2 separate regions of the Sus scrofa genome follow, and region 2 is linked to region 1. The links are chromatin contacts, called in public HiChIP or PLAC-seq maps. All regions are on one chromosome and are shown on one strand. The core of a region is the stretch at or near the end of the contact, and the rest is flanking DNA. Distances in the headings are between cores, read along the strand shown. Region 1 holds the start of OTUD7B (OTU domain-containing protein 7B). Region 2 holds the start of LOC102162202 (histone H2B type 2-E).

Region 1 (4,042 bases), core at 1,033-3,532:
AATGACACTGGACAGCTACTTCTGAGCATTTGGAATAGTGACAGCCTGACTGGCTGCACATCACTACAGAAGAGTTTCCCGGTTTCTAGGCAGAGAAACTGACACAGAGGAATAGGGAGTCACTTAATGGATTAGGAGCTGGCTGAGCTGGGACCAGAACCCAGGTGGCCTGGCTCCCAGCCCAGCTGACCACACTGCTACCCACACAGCCTGCGCTGACCCAAAACAAGCAGCCCATTGAGCAACTGCACAAACAACAATGAGTGATGGATGGGCAGAGCAAGAAACAGGCACAAAGCAACTGCAACCCCATCACTTCCTGGCCCCTAAATTTCCAGGCAAGCCTGTAAAGTGTGGTCACTTAAATGGGTTTGACCGGCAACTTGGCCCAGCTTTCAAATTTGGAAACTTTTTGTAGTCACTGCCAAAAGTAAAAGTCTGCCTTGTACTGAGGATGGAGAGTGCCTTTGAACTCCATACCTGGTCCTAATCAGCCTGCAGTAGTGGAGTTAAAACTAAAAAGACATAGTTAATGGATGGGCATAACCTGGTCCTGGGACAGCCTTGGTGAAACAAGACAGTTTTAGATTTCTTTTTTTTTCTTCAATGTCCACACCTGTGGCATATGGGAGTTCCCGGGCCAGGGACTGAATTTGAGCTGGATCCTTTAACGCACTGCACAGGGCCAGGGATCAAACCCATACTTCTACGCCGATCTGAACCATTGCAGTCAGGTTCTTAATCCACTGCGCCACAGCAGGAACTCCAGCTTTGGATTTTTGAGGCTCCTTACCTGTGGGCTTTTCCTCTCACCTCAGACTTAGCTGGCAAGGGGTGGAAGTGATCAACAGAGTTTGGTGACAATTAATTTAGGTGATCAAGCCTCATTCTACTCCTCCTCAAATTTGCCACTGAACAATACCTAAAATTTGTAGTTCCCATATACTTGAAGCCCAGACCAAATGGCTCTGCCTGCCAACCCAGAGCATGCTTCCTGGGCATGCTTCATGCAAGGCACTCTTTCCTGCTGGGCCTTGGTATGACCCTAGGCCCAGCCCTAAATCCTTACCTCTAAACTCAGGATATTCCCAAGAGACATAGCTGTCTAGGAAGTTTCCTGTTTCAGATGTCAATTTTCTATCTTGAGCTGGGTAATTCTAAACGGCTTCCCTTTAGAAACTGAGGACTTCAGAATCTAATGAGGGGACAGAAAAGTTGACTATAATATTTGCTTTTAAATAGGCCTAAGGAGCACAATTTAGATAATAAACATTTTGAACATGCAAGCCAGTTGTCACAATGTTAGGAATATGAATTAAAATTTTGGATTTATTTGGTCAGATTATAGCAGGGACTGGTCCCATTTTGTGTTTGTCATAAAGAGGTATTAACGAAATGGCTCTTCTTACTTGAAACTGTCCACATTCTTCAAATCTTTATTCATTCAACAAATATGGGAGGTTTGCTGTGTGTCAGGCAAAGGTTATGTTCTCACAGTCATAGGTCTTTATAACCCACACAGCACTGATAAGAGTTCCGCCTTATGTAATAGTTTGATGCATTTTACTAAAGTGTTAAGATCCTTGATGCCTGGGATTTTGTCAATCATTTTTGTGTTCCCAATATCAATGAGCACAGTGCCTTGCACATAGTAGGGACTCAATTAGTATTTGAGAATTGAACTATGCTGCAAGGCTGTTAAAAGGCATTACCAAAAAAAGCACTACATAACTTGTTTTGATTGGGCTAAGAGTCTAAGGCAGAAATGTCAATAGGGTATCCTCGTTAGGCAAGTAAATAAATATTGAGTGTTTATAGGGAAAGGTATGTTCAGTTCATGAGTGGATGAAGCGTGCATAACTGGGTGGAGACGGGTCTGGAAGAAGCGTTGTTCATTTCCCTCTGGTCAGTCCAGAGTGATTGCGTAGAGTAACTAGAATTTCAGTCTTCTCTTTCTAAAGTATTCTCATCCCTCTCACCTTCCTAGAACTACCCCTCCTCTCTCTGCTTCCCAAAGGGCTGTGTCCAAACGACTCCACCTCAAAGTCTCGAGGGTATACCCTGTACCTCTCCAGCTCTGGTTCAAGAACTCTGCAGACCAGGGGCTTTGGGAACACGCGCCAGGAAAACACGGGGTCACGCTCCGGGCAAGCGCCAAACTGGCCTAGGCCGAGGGAGCGGCGCTAAGGGCGGGGCTCCCAAGGGGCGGGGCCGGGCGGGGCGAGGCGGGGCGCAGGAGGCCCGGGGCCGCTTGGGTGTCACCACCAACCCGCTCCGGCCGGAAACCGGCGTTTGTTTCCGGCCGGACGGCCGAAAACCAACGATCCTGAACCAGCCGCCGGAGTCAGAGTGGCGACCGAGTGTGGAGCAGGCAAAAAGCCACTGGGGGAGGCCAGTCCGGATCAGTCCCGTCTGGCTCCAGCTCCTGATCCTGTGCGGAGCAACAACCGCGGTCGCATTCTCCGCCGCCGCCTCCGACTCCATCGTCGTCGGGGGAGGGGCCGGCCGGACCCCGGGGTCACTGCCGTGGAATGAGGAGAGGCAGCCGGGCCCCGCGCTCCGCCCCGGCCTAGGGCCTTGCCCCGGGAGTCGCGAGGGTAACGGAGCCCCCCTCCCTGTCACCCTCCCCCGTCTGCCCCCGCCCCTCCCGCCTCTTCAGACTCCCAAACTCTGACCCTCTGATCGCCACGGTCCCTCTTCTCCTTTCTGATTATATTTCACCCAGAGCCTTCTCCTCTCGGCACCCCCTCCTCGCCCTTACTGTGCCTTGCTTCGTCCCAACCTTTCCCTCGTTACTCCTCCCTTTCACCTGCGTCCCGCGATCCAGCCCTCCTTCCCCATTCTTGGCCTCCCTTCCTCAACTGCTGGGCAGTTCGGACGGTCCTCCCTTATCAGCTAGACTTTCGGAGAGGGATGGTGGACTTTTAAGGTGGTTAGGAGTGCAGGCTACTACTCTCATAGTAGGATAAAGTTCATTTTAAAGTCTCAATATAAAAGTAGAATGAAAACAAGCTTGTTCTCCCTTAAGGATAGCCAAACTGAGGTGCGTCCAGTAATGGAGGAAGGGAGCGAAAAAGAAGTGTGTGTGTGTGTGTGTGTGTGTGTGTGTGTGAGTGTGAGAGGGAGGGAGGGAGAATGACTGATTCTACGGTAGGCTTATGAACTTTAGAAAAAAGAAAAGTTGCTGTGAGCCCGATGGAAACTTTAGAAGCTGATGATGAGTAAGCCGGGGGCTGCGTGATCTCACTCCTCTTCTCATAATTACTAGGTTAACGGTGTGGCTCTGGTCGGGATGGAATGGGATTTGTTTACTGGGCCGGCGTATTTTTAGCTTGTCGGCTCACAAGGAACAGCGCTCTGAGTCTCTCTCTTTCCCTCTTTCTTTCCCTCTCTCTTTTTTTCTAACCCCCTCTTTCCGTCTATGCCTTGGTAGTCTGTCTCTAGAACTTCGGTTGCTTCTCTGGGCAGAGTACAGATATAAAAATTAAGTTAAAAGAAACTGGTGAAATTTTATGTTGAGATTCTCCCGAGCTCTTCAGGGAGTTTTCATGAATGCAAAAACAAAAATTAGCAGGACTTTTCGTTTTAGTACATATATGCATAAAATACTTTTTAGAAAATATAGAAGCTGGTAATTGTTCAGTCTTTGGCTTCTCATACTTTGTATTTAGATCTTGGAGGACGCTGGCGCCCTTTGTCTTTCAACCTATTTCTAAAGTGAGAAAGGACAAAGTAGAGAGAAGAGGTAGTGGTAAGGCTAGTCCAAAAAGGTAGCTAATCTAAAAACCAGAAAATTTCCTTCCCAGTAAATGGGATTGTATTCCTGATGGGATGGAGAAGACAACAGGACGTACGCTGGGTGGTTAGGGAGAATGAGACTAGTAATTAAACATTTGCTTTGCATAATTTACAAATGAATACATTATAGGCAAACAATTATACTCTTTGTCCTCATTGTTCTTTGAGCCTTTCTTTTCAAGTTTAGTAATCAACCTGCTGTGCTAGTCTGTTGATATTTTGAAAGCTGAACAGTACTGTAAAA
Region 2 (4,042 bases), core at 652-3,151, 140 kb after region 1:
AGCTGCTTCCGCGGGGCCTTGCCCCCGGTCGATTTGCGGGCAGTCTGCTTAGTACGGGCCATGGCGGCGAGCCAAAACACGAGCTTACCAGCGCAGCGAAGGGAGAGTAACCAGGGGGACGCCCGCCGCAGCAGTCTTTATAGGCACAGGCTTGTCCCGATTGGGCGGGACAATAATTGAAAGTCCCGCGCTGGCTCTCTATTGGCTGTGACCTCACCAGCCCTAGCGCCACTGATTGGCTTGGGCAGAATCCTCCTCCGCCCGCCCCCCACCCTCCCTCCCTCCCTCCCTTTCTACTTTCCAGTTTGCCAGCAGTTTTCCCGGCCTCGTCTTTCCTTTCTTCCCGGCGAGAGTCATTTTTGAGCGCGACTGTGTCAGAACGTTCCTCTTCAGCCCTTCGCTCCCTTAGAACACGCTACCCCCGATGCCCGCCTCCTTTCCACGCTTTTTACCTCCCGGACCGAACCCCCGCCCCCTGAACGCCTTGTTACCTTGTCAGAACCCCCTAGGTTAGCTGCTAGTCTGGCCGATCTTCCCCCCCCCGCCCCCCGGCCCTTTGGTGCTTTTCGGATCGGAAGGTTATCTGCGCCCTCTCCGGGAGCAAGACTCCACTTCCGAGAGCCTCAGGACCTGTTATCCCCATCCCCGCCGCGAAGGCGCCTCCTCACTCCCCCCACTCCCCTTCCAAAGACGGTGGGCTCAAGCCAAAACCCACGTCCGCTACGCTCCCGAAAACCGTCTTTATCCCCTAACCGACTGGGGTGTACGGGGCGTGCGCGTGTGCGAGGGAACGTCCCCTTGGTGCTAGACCTCAGGTGTTGGGCAGAGGCTTGGGAAGTAACTGCAGTTGCTCACCGGGCATCCGACTTCGAGATAGAGCGTCGCGGCCGCCTGGTACTGCTTACTTTCAGCAGCCGAGTCGACCCTGGCTCGCCCAAGCAAGGTTTGCTACCTCTACCTGCGTTAATTAGATCCTAGGATTTGCCACACTCCCACCCGCACCCGCTTCCCAGCAAAATAACGGCTAAAGCACCTAGTTCCAGAGGCGAGTGAGGAACGGCAGGGAGTAGAGGGCAAACGGCACTCCCTCCGCCCACCTCCGTGCTTACTACCAAGGGTGGAGTTAAGGAGAAAGCTGGCTAGTGTAACAACTCTTTTTTTTATTTGAAAGAGTGGGTGGCTCTGAAAAGAGCCTTTGATTTCACAGGTGCCCCTTCCGGACGGGGCTGGGTGGGCTTCCGGATGCCGGCCTCACTTGCCCTTTGCCTTGTGGTGGCTCTCCGTCTTCTTGGGGAGCAACACGGCCTGGATGTTGGGCAAGACGCCGCCCTGGGCGATGGTGACTTTGCCCAACAGCTTGTTCAGCTCCTCGTCGTTGCGGATAGCCAGCTGCAAGTGGCGGGGGATGATGCGCGTCTTCTTGTTGTCTCGCGCCGCGTTGCCCGCCAGCTCCAGGATTTCCGCGGTCAGGTACTCCAGCACCGCCGCCATGTAGACGGGCGCGCCGGCCCCCACCCGCTCGGCATAGTTGCCTTTGCGCAGCAAGCGGTGCACCCGCCCTACGGGGAACTGCAGACCTGCGCGGGACGAACGGGACTTGGCCTTTGCGCGGGCCTTGCCTCCCTGTTTGCCACGACCAGACATGACAACGACACTCACTGCAACCGGCTCCCGCTTAGGTGACCGAGAAAGTCGCCCTAAACGGCCCCGCTTCACCTTTTTATAGGCAGAGCGGCGATTGGCTACGGAGCACGTTGATTGGCTAGAGCACATCTGTGTCCCGGTGGCCAATAGGATAGCGCAACCAGAATCCACTCATTTACATAACCTCGTCTCCCCTCGCAGCAGAGCCACTGAAAACTCGCGAATCGCAACGCGGCGGAACCCAAGCCTTCATTTGCGTACGGCCTCTATAAGTACCGAGTCGCTTCCGGTAGCCTCCGTGTAGTTGTTGCCTTTGCGTTCCCGGTTGTCCTTTGCAGCTGGTGTCTGCCGTTATGCCTGAGCCCGCCAAGTCCGCCCCGGCGCCCAAGAAGGGCTCGAAGAAAGCCGTCACCAAAGCCCAGAAGAAGGACGGCAAGAAGCGGAAGCGCAGCCGCAAGGAGAGCTATTCCATCTACGTGTACAAGGTGCTGAAGCAGGTGCACCCGGACACGGGCATCTCGTCCAAGGCCATGGGCATCATGAACTCCTTCGTCAACGACATCTTCGAGCGCATCGCGGGCGAAGCGTCCCGCCTGGCTCATTACAACAAGCGCTCGACCATCACGTCCCGGGAGATCCAGACGGCCGTGCGCCTGCTGCTGCCCGGCGAGCTGGCCAAGCACGCCGTGTCCGAGGGCACCAAGGCGGTCACCAAGTACACCAGCTCCAAGTGAGTCCCTGCCGGGATAGTGGCGCTCGCCCGATCGCCGGGTCGCTTGACTCCAAAAGGCTCTTTTCAGAGCCACCCATCTTCTCAATGGAAGAAGCTGTCATCTTGTTTTCGTTTTCATAAGCTGTTCTTTTTGTGCCACGTATAACTTATTGAAGATCTGCGTTTCCCTTCTCATGAATGACCAGCATAGGTCCAAATTTTACAGATAGGTTGAGATCTAGCTAGAGTAAGTGTTCATTCATTTACAGGCAACTTGCTTTTCATCACAGTGAAAAGGTGAGAGATGGGTGGTAATGAATTTTGAGAAAGAATAGTTAACCAGTGTTTACCTTGTAGCTGTTAGATTTGGTCAGTACTTTGTAAAAGCATTTTTGAGTTCAGGAAACCAGATGTAATGTTATTGTAAAAATACAAAGCAATGCTAGAGACCATGCCCCAGCGCTTACAGAAAACCTATAGTGCACTTGGTTATATTGATTCCGTATGTTGACTGAAAACAAACAAAAACCCCATAACTTGAAAGCTGAGAATTATGTTTTATTTGGCATCCTTGCTGAGGACTTAATCTCAGTAGACAGCCGGGAGATAGATTGCTCAAGGGGGAGCCAAGACATATAGGAGTTTTGCAAAAACAAACCAGGTAGTTGAACAAAAGACTAATAATTAAAAAAAGAAAAATCAAGAGTTTAGCACTTTTCTTTGTATGGGAATATACAAGAGTAGGCTGATTGAAATTATTCCTTTGGTATGCACCTTAACTATCTAGGGCCAGTATTCTATTTTTCTCCATCCTGATTCCCCTCAGGGTGCACAGTTGAGTGGCTGCAGTGACTAAGGCCTTGATGGCCACAACATGTTTTATTGACATGGCAGTCAGCATTTTTCACCCACACGGTGGTTGAAGTAATTTTTAGTCTACACACACTTCTTAACTTACTTTGGTATTCCTTTCAGGAGTGTACACTGAATATATTTTGCTCAAATTCAAGATGTCAACACTGTCAATATAAGATAATACTTGAGGGATATTGTTACCTATAGTAAATCCTCTTTGCCCAGATGCTGATACCTATACACGATTCCTTAGAGTTATAGTTTTGCTATTTTGTAATCTGCGTAAGAAAGGGAAGAGGAAAGAGGGTTTATAGCTGTTTAGGGATTTCAAGAATTTAGGCCTGCTGATCATAAAATGTCCTCCGGAGACTTCATTGGCAGCTTTTATTATTAAAACTACTTTCCCTTAAAACTATTTGTACTTTCCTTGGTACAGTTTAGTCTCCTTCTCTTTAAAAGCAGTGTTTCCTATAACAATTCAAAGGCCACCAGATCCTTAACTTATCTGTCCCTAAAACCCTACATCTTCCCACTGAATCCTTTCAGCCCTAGGGCCCAAGTCACTGGGGCCCTAAAAGCTGAAAGGCAAGGAGGAGAAGTCAATGGAACACACCGGGTGATTCAAATATTTGATAACCACTGATATTGGTTACGTGCGTCCCATATTCCTTGATAAGAACTTGTTCATTTTCGGTCACCACCCCAGACATTTTCTTCCTTTTTTCCTAATCGTCTTTTCCCCGTATTACTTGTAATGCTACATGCAAAGCTACTTTCATTTATTCCCTCATTAATTCAGAGCACCAAATATAGCATAGAACTTAACATTTT

The links. HiChIP or PLAC-seq counts read pairs in DNA pulled down with a chosen protein or histone mark.
Region 2: a contact with region 1 is called in an H3K27ac HiChIP or PLAC-seq map of alveolar macrophages. The contact joins the promoter of LOC102162202 here to the promoter of OTUD7B in region 1. A contact is called at or near these places in 1 of 5 promoter capture datasets (liver) and 1 of 2 datasets of contacts at active chromatin or transcription factors (alveolar macrophages).

What each region holds. Positions count from the first base shown.
Region 1 is chr4:99,052,144-99,056,185 of Sscrofa11.1, forward strand. OTUD7B (OTU domain-containing protein 7B) reads left to right here and starts at 2,283. Exons shown (of 12, transcript XM_001925669.7): 1 at 2,283-2,597.
Region 2 is chr4:99,187,604-99,191,645 of Sscrofa11.1, forward strand. LOC102162202 (histone H2B type 2-E) reads left to right here and starts at 1,902. Exons shown (of 1, transcript XM_013997205.2): 1 at 1,902-3,623. The coding sequence starts at 1,998. The coding sequence ends at 2,378. LOC100624086 (histone H2A type 2-A-like) reads right to left here and starts at 1,811. Exons shown (of 1, transcript XM_003355215.5): 1 at 1,141-1,811. The coding sequence starts at 1,773. The coding sequence ends at 1,252. LOC102161782 (histone H3) reads right to left here and starts at 119. Exons shown (of 1, transcript XM_021089926.1): 1 at 1-119. The coding sequence starts at 62.